Linked DNA regions of Rattus norvegicus: region 2 is linked to region 1. Evidence: chromatin contacts called from public Hi-C data. All regions are on one chromosome and are shown on one strand. Each heading gives the region's core, a stretch centred on a gene start, on an enhancer-like site or on the middle of the called end of the contact. The rest is flanking DNA. Distances are from core to core; before and after follow the strand shown. Region 1 holds the start of Pdk4 (pyruvate dehydrogenase kinase 4). Region 2 has its middle 26 kb from the start of Rps29-ps20.

The links. Hi-C and Micro-C count contacts between places; a contact is called where the count stands out from the background.
Region 2: a Hi-C map of hepatocytes shows a contact between it and region 1, with 2.8 times the contacts expected there. The contact joins the enhancer-like site here to the promoter of Pdk4 in region 1. A contact is called at or near these places in 3 of 12 Hi-C or Micro-C datasets (hepatocytes, mammary epithelial cells and psoas muscle).

What each region holds. Positions count from the first base shown.
Region 1 is chr4:34,565,183-34,571,150 of GRCr8, forward strand. Pdk4 (pyruvate dehydrogenase kinase 4) reads right to left here and starts at 3,147. Exons shown (of 11, transcript NM_053551.2): 1 at 2,923-3,147; 2 at 1,855-1,996; 3 at 497-568. The coding sequence starts at 3,052.
Region 2 is chr4:34,654,448-34,660,415 of GRCr8, forward strand. No RefSeq gene overlaps it. Among named protein-coding and RNA genes, the nearest start is that of Rps29-ps20, 26 kb to the left of the region's middle. Within about 2 kb of position 3,549, at least 3 of the 93 cell types and tissues checked have an H3K27ac peak or open chromatin away from gene starts, as enhancers often do.

The DNA.
Region 1 (5,968 bases), core at 1,897-4,396:
TCAAACTACTCACTGTGTGACTACTGTCTTCACTAAAATGTTCATTAAGTCTACTTGTTAGAGACTATTGTGAAAAATCAAAGAGGATTCTGGCATGCCATTGTGGAAAAATAAAACCAGAGATTTTTAAAAAAGATTGCTATTTAGCTAGATAGAAATTGTCACACGAAAAGAAAATATGTAGTCACTAACGACCCAGAAGTCCATTAATGTTGTGTTACGGCAAACTCTCTTGCAAATATCATCTTTGGCCTAAATTTAAAGTAAGCATGGCACCCTTTGAAGATCAAAAGCTCCAAGTCCTTTTCAGTGGTTCCCACCTAGCATTAATTTCAGCCCTACACTTCTCCACTTCTAAAACCACAAGCAAGCCAACATTTGTAAGGGGTAGCAACTTATTGTGAAAGGCTGGGGCTCTTTAAGCTTAAAACAGTCTGTGAGATGCATCCTGAAAGATCCAGATTTCTAAGGAAGTGTTTTCAAGAAGAAATCTTACTCTGATAGAGCTTTCTGGTCTTCTGGGCTCTTTTCGTGGAACTCCACTAAATCCATCAGGCTCTGGATGTACCTGGAAAGGGAGAAGTTTTGAAACTAGTGTCAGATGCAATGAAAATAGCTTTAGAAATGACTAGAAAGAGAAAGGGATCCACTATGTTTCAAATGGAAACTTTCCTTCCAAATGCTTGGAGAATAGTAGGTTAAGATAGTCTTAAAGCTGCCGTTTTTCCATCGTCTATTTTCCCAGCCACTTCGATTGGCAGATGTTTTCATTTCTTTTACTAAAAACACTCTGAATCAACCTTTAAGAAATCCTTTCTGATTTATTTTTCCGACTGTATGCCTCTGTGGGAGGGTTGAAGTCTTGACAGTAGCAGACTACACAGAGCTACTACACAGAACATTTGAGATCAGAATCTTCCCATTGGTGCCCCATATTTCTTCACTCACTGGATGATATGCTGTGCAGTCAGTGGACTAGGCTAGGGCTCTTCATCTCCCACAGTCTATGGCATGAATCTACCTTACAAACAGCTGCTTGCTAGGCTCAGTACTTGAAGCTCAAAGACGAAATCAAAGTAACTGAGACTCCATGCTGGTCGTGTGCTTGCTTTGTTTGGATAAGAAATAAATCACTCCCTTTAATTATATGCAGCATCTCTTGTAATAATAGGTGGGGCTGTTGAGGCAGCAAGGGTTTAACGCAATTGCTAAGACACTAAGGGAAATGCAAAGGCACAATTTGAACCCGAGGCTCACTTTGCTAGTTGTTGATAAGGAACAAAACATAGACCCTCTCTAAACAGCAGACATCTCCATCTATTTCTAGGCAGGGGATTGTTTATACAATTCCAGATTCCATTTTTTTGTTATGTAAAGCACGAAGTTAAAAAAAATCCATATGTTGGTTATTCTTCAAAACTATCCCATGTGTCCAAATTATGTTGTAGTGAAGTTGGGTATGGTAGACCATGTTTATAATCGCAGCAGCTAGGAGGTAAAGATAAGTAGAAGGGAGTTCAAGGTCATCCTAACTATATAAGAAATCTCAGGAAGCCTGTGACTCACAGACCTGGTCTTGGGAGACAAATAACAGCAAGGAAAAGAGGAAAAGGAAAGAAAAGCAAAACTAGAAACACATCCTCCCCAAGGTGAAGAGGAATTTTTTTTTAGGATATCAATAGACATCTATTTGCAGATTTATAACAATCCTAATGATAACTTGCCCTAAGTTAATACAAACCTATGTACAACATTCAAAACTTTTTTCTGTCAAGACCGCCTGTTATCCAGGTATGAGGTTAATATGTATAAGAAGCAGTACTCAGCCAGAGACTTCAGAGCAGCGAGCCTTACCAGCTCTTCACCAGCTGGACGGAAGGGGTGTTCACTAAGCGTTCAGGGAGGATGTCAATCTCCTTCAGGATGTTGGCAAGTCTGACGGGCAATTCTTGCCGAAGAAAAGAAAAAGAAGTTCTCTCACAGGCATTTTCTGAACCTGTAGTGGGTGAAACATGCTCAGTTTTAGAGAAAAAAATTGAGAATAAGTAGCAAATATAAAATTATAAAACGGTATCTTAATCACAGTTAGGTTAGTGCTTATGGGTACTTTAAGGACAGCTATTTTAACGTCTTTTTCTTTCAGTCCTACTCCCCCTATCCCTTTTCTCCTTTTAAGAGTGACCAACATAGGTGAAATACTGTTTACTTTCTTTCTGAAAAAAAAAATCACTCTGGAGAAATCCGACTACTCTCCAGTTCTTCCTATCCGTGAGTCCACAGCCAGCCTGCCCCACAAAGTCAACAACACACCCTCTAATGAATATGAACTTAAAAGGATCTGGGTAGAAGGAGGCAGAGGCGTTCTCAGACTAGCAACAAAGAATACCACATTGACATCTTGAAATGTTCCTTATGCCACCCGCTGCAGAGAGGGAGTAACGGTAATTTTTTTAAATTAATAGTAATGTAAATATTTGTAAAACAATAAAGGCGAAATAGTATTAGGCACGCTGCTAAGAGATTTGCACTGTATATGGAGGTGGGGTACAAGTTTAAATCTATCAATCTAAGGTGAGTTTATGTTAATAGGAAATAGAGCATTAGGAAGAAAGGAGTTCGTTTCTAGCCCATTATTAAAATGGTGGCTGAAAGCATATACATAAACTCAAAGATCTGGACAGTAAGAAGAGAAAAGTCGAATGGAAGTTGAACATCAGTGTGGTTACAGGTGACGTAGACTTCTGGGTCAAACTGTCAGAAAGTTAGCGAACTAGGAAAACAGGTGCACAGCCCTTTGAGGCTTCTGGGTTCTTCAGCCAAACAGACCTAGGTTGTCCTCACCCCTGAACTCAGCCCTTCCCATCCTGGGGCCTCCCCAGCCTCAGGGCCACCCTCCTGGGCCCTGCATCAGTCGCCTCTTACCGAAGTCCAGCAGCTGCTTCATGGACAGCGGGGACGGGCTGTAGCGGGAGAACAGCTCGACCTCCCTGGGGACCAGGCCGGCGTTGCCCAGCGAGCTGGCGCTGCGCATCACGAAACGGGCTGCCTTCATCCTGATGCCCTCCTAGGCTGGCGGTGGCTAGGATCCGTAGGGTTGGTGAGGACTGCGGGGCGGGAGCGCGGTCGAGCGAGAGCAAGTGCGCTGTGGGCTCAGGGTCCCGGGTGCTCGAGGCTGGGTGAAGGGTTGACACTCTTGTCTTCCCACCTCCCGCTGTCTTGCCTTTTATTTACTTCCCCCGCCCTCTCCACAACTCCTGCCAGGAGGAGCCTCTGGGACTCTGAACTTGGGGCCACACCAATCAGCTCAGAGCAAGAACTTTGGGCTCCTCCCTTTGGCCGCGGTCACTAGAAAGTTCTGGCACAGTGATCCCGACACGGTTTCCACGGCCTGTAAGGGGCAAAGGGTGAGAGGGAGGCAGGGGTGGGGTGGTGTAGGGGAGCAGCTACAGTGGGCATCCCGGACGACGTGGGCCTGAGATTGGCACCCTTGGGATAGGTCCCAGGTCGCCCGGGGCTTCAGGCCCGCCCAGACTTGTCCTTGTTTACAACTCAGGAGCCATCTCAATGTCACGCATTCCTCGCCAGAAACTGTTTCCAAGAATCTTGCCGCAGAGAGTGCATTGGTGTTCGCTCAGAGCGGGACTTTTACAGTAGCCAATCATCTGCTTCTTAAGTAAGGGTTTCCTTGCCATTGGACCGCGAAAGCAAGGACCACCCTATAGTTTCCCCGACTTTCCCCTTAGCGAACACATACCAGTTTGAATTTAGAAACTGCCTAAATAGCCTTATTATTACTGTGGTGGAAAAGCCCAGTTCACTTCTCCCTTGTGACACTTTCTACCGGTTTTTTTTAAATGTAAACTAAAAAGCGATTTGCTGCGTGTTTGATCAGCTCTGTAGTCCACATCCCCTGTTACCCCCTCTTTCTCTAAGGCCTTCTGGTTTGCTCTTGAACGCCCCTCCCTCAATCTGCTCCGAAAGCTCTCTCTTCACTGTGACTGCCCTCCTTCCAAAAGCAGCCTTTGTCCCTAGCAGGCATTGTAGCATATTGTAGTTATTTGGGCTCTTTAATTTTCCAGAGGCTCAGTGCATCCTACCCTACTTTGTTACCTCTCAATATTGGTTTACCTAATGATTGCTGTTGAAACATTTTAGTGGGTCATAAAACTCTCATCCTAACCTCTCTCGCCCTTCTGTTCACTCGAAATGGACTGTTGATAAGGGACAATGATAACGACTCGGTTGCAAATGGAATGGAATGGGAACAAGGCAGCAAAGGCAGTTTGTTACCCAAGGTGCCCTTAGCCCTCGCATGTAAGGAGGATGTGGTGTGATGAAAGTCATGGGTGACCCTAGGTGCACTCTTACTTTGCCTTTTCCCCTAAGAGAGCTAACCTAGTCACATGACTGATGTCTAATTTCTATCTCTCGTGCAAACTCTGCTCCTGTAGCCAGACTCCAGTGTTCTACTGTGTATTGGACTTGTGCACGCATATGTCTAGCATGAATCTTCCTTCTTTCAAAGCTACCACCATGGGGGGGGGGAGGTCTGAGCTAGTCCTGTCCAATGCTGTGTCCACTTGTGTGACTTGCTTAGAAATAACACGTTGACTTTCTGTCCATCCCCCCACCTCCGTCTTGTCATTGCCTGTAAGTTCTAGCATCATTTATGCCTGCCATTGCACCCACACATTTTGCTCAGACCCATGGGAAAAAACAATCTGGTGGAGACACTTGACCATAGTTTTCTGGTAAAGAGAATCTGGTACCGGTTCTTAAAGACACTGAGGAATAATCCAGAGATGAGTGAAAAGACATCGGCAACTAACTCTAGTGAGAAAAAAATAAAAGGAAGAAAAAAACCCAATTGAAGTAAATGCAACTCAAAACACTGCCGCTCCAGCACTTAAGATAAAGGAGCTTAGCCAGCACTGATGCTTGCACACAGACACCACCAGAACCAGAACCCACAGGTCGGGCTTGGAATCATATACAACACAGTGCTCTGGGAAGCAAAGAAATGTCCAAGTGATCTAAAAAGGAAGCAAGACACAGACACACACACACACACAGACATACAGACACACAGACACACAGACACACACACACACACACACACACACACACTGTCTCCCTCTCCCTCTCTCCCTCTCTCCCTCTCTCCCTCTCTCTCTCTCTCTCTCTCTCTCTCTCTCTCTCTTTCATCAGTCACTATATATCTTCTTTTTTTCCTGTTCACTTGTAACACATTAAATAACTTGGGATAATACGCGTGCTCGAAGCACTGGGTTTTATGGACTGGGAGCTTATTCAACACTTATGTCAGAATCTCACAAGCATGGAGAAAAATCATGTTTCCTTGGGACTGTATTTTCTTTCTTTTCTTTAGTGCTAAAAGTTTTACTATTAAATTAATATATACTATAGTTAATTAAATTTAAGTCTTGCTTGCAAGAAATTCGGTCACGTTGATATGTTTCACACGTGAATCCTTGAGTGAAAGACTCTCATTGATGAAGCAAATAGAAGGTAGACGATCCCCTTCTACCCTGAACTACCTCCCAAGAAACGAAAGTACACAATCCCATTTCCTTTCAGGCAAAATTCCATGCTACGAAGAACAATATTCTTATCCAGAGAGAGAAGGGAAGAAGCTGTAGGATATGATACATGGGTTTCATTGAGAAAGAAAGTCCTATTTTCTCAAGCCTATTGTGTACTCAGAATTACCTTATGGTGTTGTGGGGTGATTTAGGATCAGGTGGTGTCATATGATGCTCACAGAGATGACTAAAGGCTAAGTGTGAACCTAGGTTACCCAAATTTTGTCACAGCGTTATCCTATCCAATAATATTTACCACGTTGCTCTCAACACGTGGCATTCTTCTCTGTCATTTCTGGGTAATGGTGACTGTTGTTGGCAGCACTGATAGTAACTGAGCCGGAATGACCAGGTCAGGGTTTTTA
Region 2 (5,968 bases), core at 2,299-4,798, 90 kb after region 1:
AGTACTCTGCTAATCCCCTTACACTGCTGCGTCCTTGTGATGTTCAAGTTACCAGTGACGCTGGTACTCTTAAACACAACACCATTGGCCACTTCTCTTATTTAAGCTCTCCCCCCAATCTCCCGTGGGATTTTCATGTAGAGCCCTATAGAGTGGGAAAGGAATCCAGGATGTCCTACAGAGGCCAAGCTTGCCACCACTGACCTGTACACGAAGCCCCATGACAGGGCATGACCTGACCTTTTACCCAAATGTTCCTCTGCCTTTTCTTATTGCTCATGTCAGAGTTCTAAGGCTAGGCAACTCTGAGAAAGGCAGGTTCCTGGGCCTCCAAGCCAGAGAATCTTATATCCTCCTCAGAGAAGTTGTGCTGACACATCTGATTATCATTAACTTCCCCCCAGAAACTCTAAAACCCAGCCATAGGATAAAATGGCATTAGCATTTCTGGGTTAAAGACCATTGTAGGCCTGAGACTCCTGTTTTCTGCTATGGATTTTCAACCTGTACAGTCTCACTGTTTTCCAATTTGTTACCACATACATCCCAGTCACTTTAAAACTAATCCTGTCAGGTCACGTTTGAACTCCAGACTCATGGATCCAAGAGCTCCTTGGAATCTCCAGTGGCCGTTTCACTGGCATCTAAGGAGCAGCGGACAGAGTTGCGTCTGCATTTCTTCTGGTCCCTCTTCTGCATTTACTCTCCATGAATAGCAATGTGATTGCTTCAGTTGTGGCAATTAGACATTTCAAATTCGTTTCCAATTCCCTCATCTTCTCAGACTCCTGTTAACCCAGTGCTAACACTGGGGATGCTCATTCCCACTCATTTACTTCTTTCTGATCCCCACCCCGACCCCCGCCGCCAGTTCTGGGTTGAAGCTCTCATTGCTTCCTGCTCCATAGCCTGGCATTCTTCTGGTCCTTCTCACAGCTGCTGGAGAATATTATAAAGTAGAACTCAACGTACAACGTTTTTGCCTACAATCCTCCAGGGAGTTCTCATTGCTTTAGGATGAAAGTCTAATTCCTTTGCCTGACCCACGAGAGTCCCGTGCTATGCTGTTGTTTTGCTCTCCTCATTCATGGCCCTCATGATACCCTTCTGCTTTGTCTCCTAACTCATGGCTCACCGCTCTTTCCACCTTCATCAAACCTTACAGACTGAAGGAGATGAGCACTCCCTAATCTACACACTCTTCCCTCCCCCAAGCCCACCCCGGAATATTCTAGAATGCCCCGCCTTCTTATTTTACATAAATACTCCATACGGACACCTGACTGAGGGAACAGTGTTGGGGGTGGGGTGTAGGAGACTCGACAACAAATACTTTTGCCCACTTGTTGTGTTGCAGCTAGCACAGTGCAGACCTAACGGTCCATCTGATAGTTACCGAATGAACGCAGATTCTTAATTATCTTGTAGATAAGGCTAGAGAGGTTTGATAATCCTCTCAGCGCCGCATTAAGAATGGTGGCTGAAGCTACACTTAATCTAGGTTTGCTGTTTCCAAAGCTCATGTTCTTGCCACAGTAACACGTAAGGGCATTTTTATGAAAAGGCTGTAATAAAGACGATACTTAATACTTTAAAATGTTTTCTGGGGCCTCATTATCTTTTCTCATTAGCTGTAGCTTCTGCTCATCAAACAGCCATCTGAAGCCGTGCACGCATCTAAAAGCAAAGCGTTTGGTCAATTAAACCAACTTAGTAGAAGAAATAAATAAGCCGTTTGAGGGACACCCGTCTCGTGCTGGGGTGGTTATTTGGGCATCCCTGCACACTGCCTTCCATTGCAGTTAGTTTCCTCTTCCCATTTGGATTTAGAATCATGAAAACAGTTTTCGCTGCCCTTTGCTTCCTTATATCACGCAAGAGTTCAGCGCTGGGTTGTGAAGACAGATGTCACCCATGTAAAGTGATGAAAGAAAAAGGGGGTGCTTGTGACGCCATCTTTCCCTGGAGCCATAGCGGTACCCGTTCACTCTCAGGAAGACTGTATTACAGGCTGAGGAGAGACAATCAATTCCCACAGAGGAATGATTTGTGTAACTACCTCAAAAACCCCCAAAACCTTGCCTGAGTCACAAATAATGTGCATGAGTCAAATCTGTGAGGAGTAGTAGTCCCAGGACCAAGGAGATGTCATCGTCCTTTAGCACAGGGTCTGAAGGCAAAACTGGGCCTAGGTGCTTCCCAGAAATTCCTTTACCCAGAACCCTGGAAGGCAGCACTCACAGACCATCTATACATTTCCTGAATGCTCACAAGCAAGCAATCTATACATCTCCTGAGTGCTCACAAGAAATCTACCGATCTCCTGGGTGCTCACAAGAAATCTATACATCTCCTGGGTGCTCACAAGAAATCTATACATCTCCTGGGTGCTCACAAGCAATCTATACACCACCATTTGTCCATTAATCTTAACTCTGATTGGTTTGCAAATGCCAGTGGTGGATGTGTCTTAACTTTTCCAGTAGTGTTCCATAAACTTTTTTTTTCTTTATTTCGGAGCTGGGGACTGAACCCAGGGCCTGGCGGTTGCAAGGCAAGCGCTCTACCACTGAGCTAAATCCCCAAACCCCTTTTTCTTTTTCTTTTTTTTCTTCCATAAACTTTTAAAAACTTGCCTAATCTTACTGAAAACAAGAGAAGTCATTTACAGTGGAGATAAATACCATCCTAACCTGTCAGACTGGAAAAAAAAAAGACGAAAACAAACCAAATCCAATTGTTTAAGCTATGTGAGCCACACTATGAAATCAGCACCTTCATGAATTGCTGATGAAGTAAATGTTGGCAATGCTTATTATGGACAATGGGGGAATGTTTATGAAAATAAAAACTGCACGGGTTATTACCCTGCAATTGAATGTTTATAAATTTATTCTACAAATGTACTTGGACAAGTGAAAAATGGCGTGGGCATGAAAATCATTATGTATTGTCTGTAACCATGCGGGATCCAAATGGCACTAAATGCCCACCAAAGGGGACTAGTTCAGGAGTAAAGTGCCTCTGTGTGATAAAGTATTCTAAAAACAAAATTCTCAAAAAAAGCCAAATCAAGAATATTTTAGTCTGATGCATATTATCAGAAAGATGTTATTTAAAATTAAGCTTTCACATTCATACATGTCTGGAGAATGTGCAAGAAAATAGTGAATTGTAGCACACTAAGAAAGCAAACATGAAGACAAAACAGACAGGAAACAGAATGGAAGAGATCCTCTGTGTGTGTGTGTGTGTGTGTGTGTGTGTGTGTGTGTGTGTGTATGTGTGTGCACGTGCACACGTTTCTCATAGCAATATATTATTTAAATATCCAGCAGATACACTTAAAAGGTAATAATGGGGCTGGCCAATTCATTGGAATTATAAATCCCCAAGTGCGTGCATAAGCACTTGGTACTTAACTGTTAACTGTTGACAATGGCTTGTCATGCTTCTTTTTCTTTCTAGAATTTCTGATCCTTTCAGGGACAGCTAGATCGAAATGATAGTCTGTGGTTCAGATGACCCCTTCAGGATGAAGTGAGAAGTGTCGGTAGTGTCAGAAGAGCTAGGGGCCCTCAATGCATGGTTGGTAGTCAGGGAACACAGCTGTCCCCTTGTTTCTGACAGAAAGGATACTGTTAGTAGTCATATAACACACAAATGGTTTCTTTAAGCCAGCTCCCAGAGATCACATCAAGGTGCCAGTGTGCTGATGAAAGCATCACGTCCTTATGACTATGGTCAATTTCTAAGGTAACATCGAGTCTCCCTAACTCCAGTCTAAGGAGGAGAATGCTCAAATCACAGGCAGAATGGAGATTTTCTAGAATAAGAAAAACTCCTTAAAGAACAGAACCAGACTCGCTGGGGTTTTATTCCCAAGGAACTCTATAGCACAGCACAATTTGCTTATGTAAAGATTGCTGGACCCAAGAAGCCATGCTTAGGTCTGACTGAGACAATTCATTAAAATCTATATATTGTAGAGCTACTAGGGATCGCCACCCAGATGGAAAAAATAAAACCACACAAATACACACATACACAGAGAGAGAGAGAGAGAGAGAGAGAGAGAGAGAGAGAGAGAGACAGACAGACAGACAGACAGACAGAGACAGAGAGTTAGACAGAGAAGGAGAGACAGATACAGAGAGAGACAGTGTGTGTGTGACAGAGACAGTAACACACTAAGAAAGCAAGTATGCAGACAAAATAGACAGGAGACAGAATGGGGGAGGGAGAGAGAGAGAGAGAGAGAGAGAGAGAGAGAGAGAGAGAGAGCACGTGCATGTGTGCACGAGCACATGAGTACATGTTTTTGTCATAGAATCATTTAAATATCAGGGACAGACAGGGAGAGAGATACAGAGAGGGACAGAGAGAAAGTAAGTGTGTGTGTGTGTGTGTGTGAGAGAGAGAGAGAGAGAGAGAGAGACAGAGACAGAGACAGAGACAGAGAGAGACAGAGACAGAGACAGAGGAGAGAGAAGGGGGAGGGAGGGAAGGAGGGAGGAAGAGAGACAGAGACAGACAGTGTGTGTGTGTGAGAGAGAAAGAAAGAGACAGAGACAGTAGCACAAGCATGAAGACAAAACAGACAGGAGACATAATGGAAGAGAGCATGTGTGTGGGCGGGAGGGAGTGAGGGAGAGAAAGAGAGTGTTATATATGCCATTATTTGAAGATTAAATTTCTTTTCAATTTCAACCAGAGTTGGGTGCTTTAACTCTTGCAATTGAAAAACAAACAAACAAAATACCCCCAAAACTACAATATTTCTTCAATAAATAGGTACTTAGCCTAACAAATACCATTGGAGATGAAAATAAAAACCCACCACCTTACCAGTTATCATAATTACAATATCCATTATCTTCATTGTGTGGTTTGGCTTATGACGAACTCAAAATCACCATATCCATTTGGAGATGTTTGTCAGAGTCACAAACATATGTCTTGAATCTCACAATTTTGCTTCTAAAACTTGCATTGCAGGGGTACTCGTCCGTGAAATAAAGAAAAATGTACTGATTATATTATTGTTTGTAAAACACACCAGTCACTATGGCCACCAGTAAGGCATATGTAAAGCGTATGTTCTGTCTAGAAGCTCTGGGAAGCTGTGAAAAAGAGCGAGGTTTTTCTTTTTCTGTGAACACAATCTTGTCAACAGGCATTGCTTCAGAAAAACCTTAGAGCACAGACATTTGTGTAAAACATACACACCGAAATCGAAGGAGAAAGGGAAATGTTTTTCATACCTGCTCTTATTCTGTGACTATATCAGAAAAGACTGAAAAATTATTTATTAAAAGTATTCAGGGGATAAGGTGGCATAAGATCCAGGGAGTAAGACTGGGTGCTGGGGTTTGTTATTCCACTGTATTAACAATTTGGAGTTATAGTTATACACTCTTGACAGACATTTTTCAACAGGTATATTTTAAAGGAAAAATGCAGCGGCACTAGGGTTGCCCCTACAATTCTAAGCGCTGGTGCTAAAATGTCAGCTGTATAAATTAGACAAGCTGATTTTCTTTCACCTTCTAGAACATCTGTTCTGAAAGGACGGTTGTGCCGCATTGCAGTAGAGCTAGCCTGTGACAACACCGCCATCTAGCGTCCATGGTGAGAATCTTCAGCGTATTTTTCAGTGGGAAGAGCTATGAAGAGCTATGATGTTGCTGCCCTGCTGATAGCAATATTCTCCTGAGGGTGCTGGACCAAAGCGCTGCGTCGCTAGACGTTCACAGTCACACCGATTGTGTCTATCGTTTGCTGTACAGCTGTGGAAGCAACCACTTAATCCTTTTGGTAGATTTTAAATAATTTATTTTAAACGTTGCATTTCCCACGTAGGATACAGTATTTATGACGTGTAACTTTTATTTACTGCTTTTAAAGCCATAGTTTCTTCACGTGTCCAATGTGGATAATATACACCGTACAATGTTACTTGGCTTAT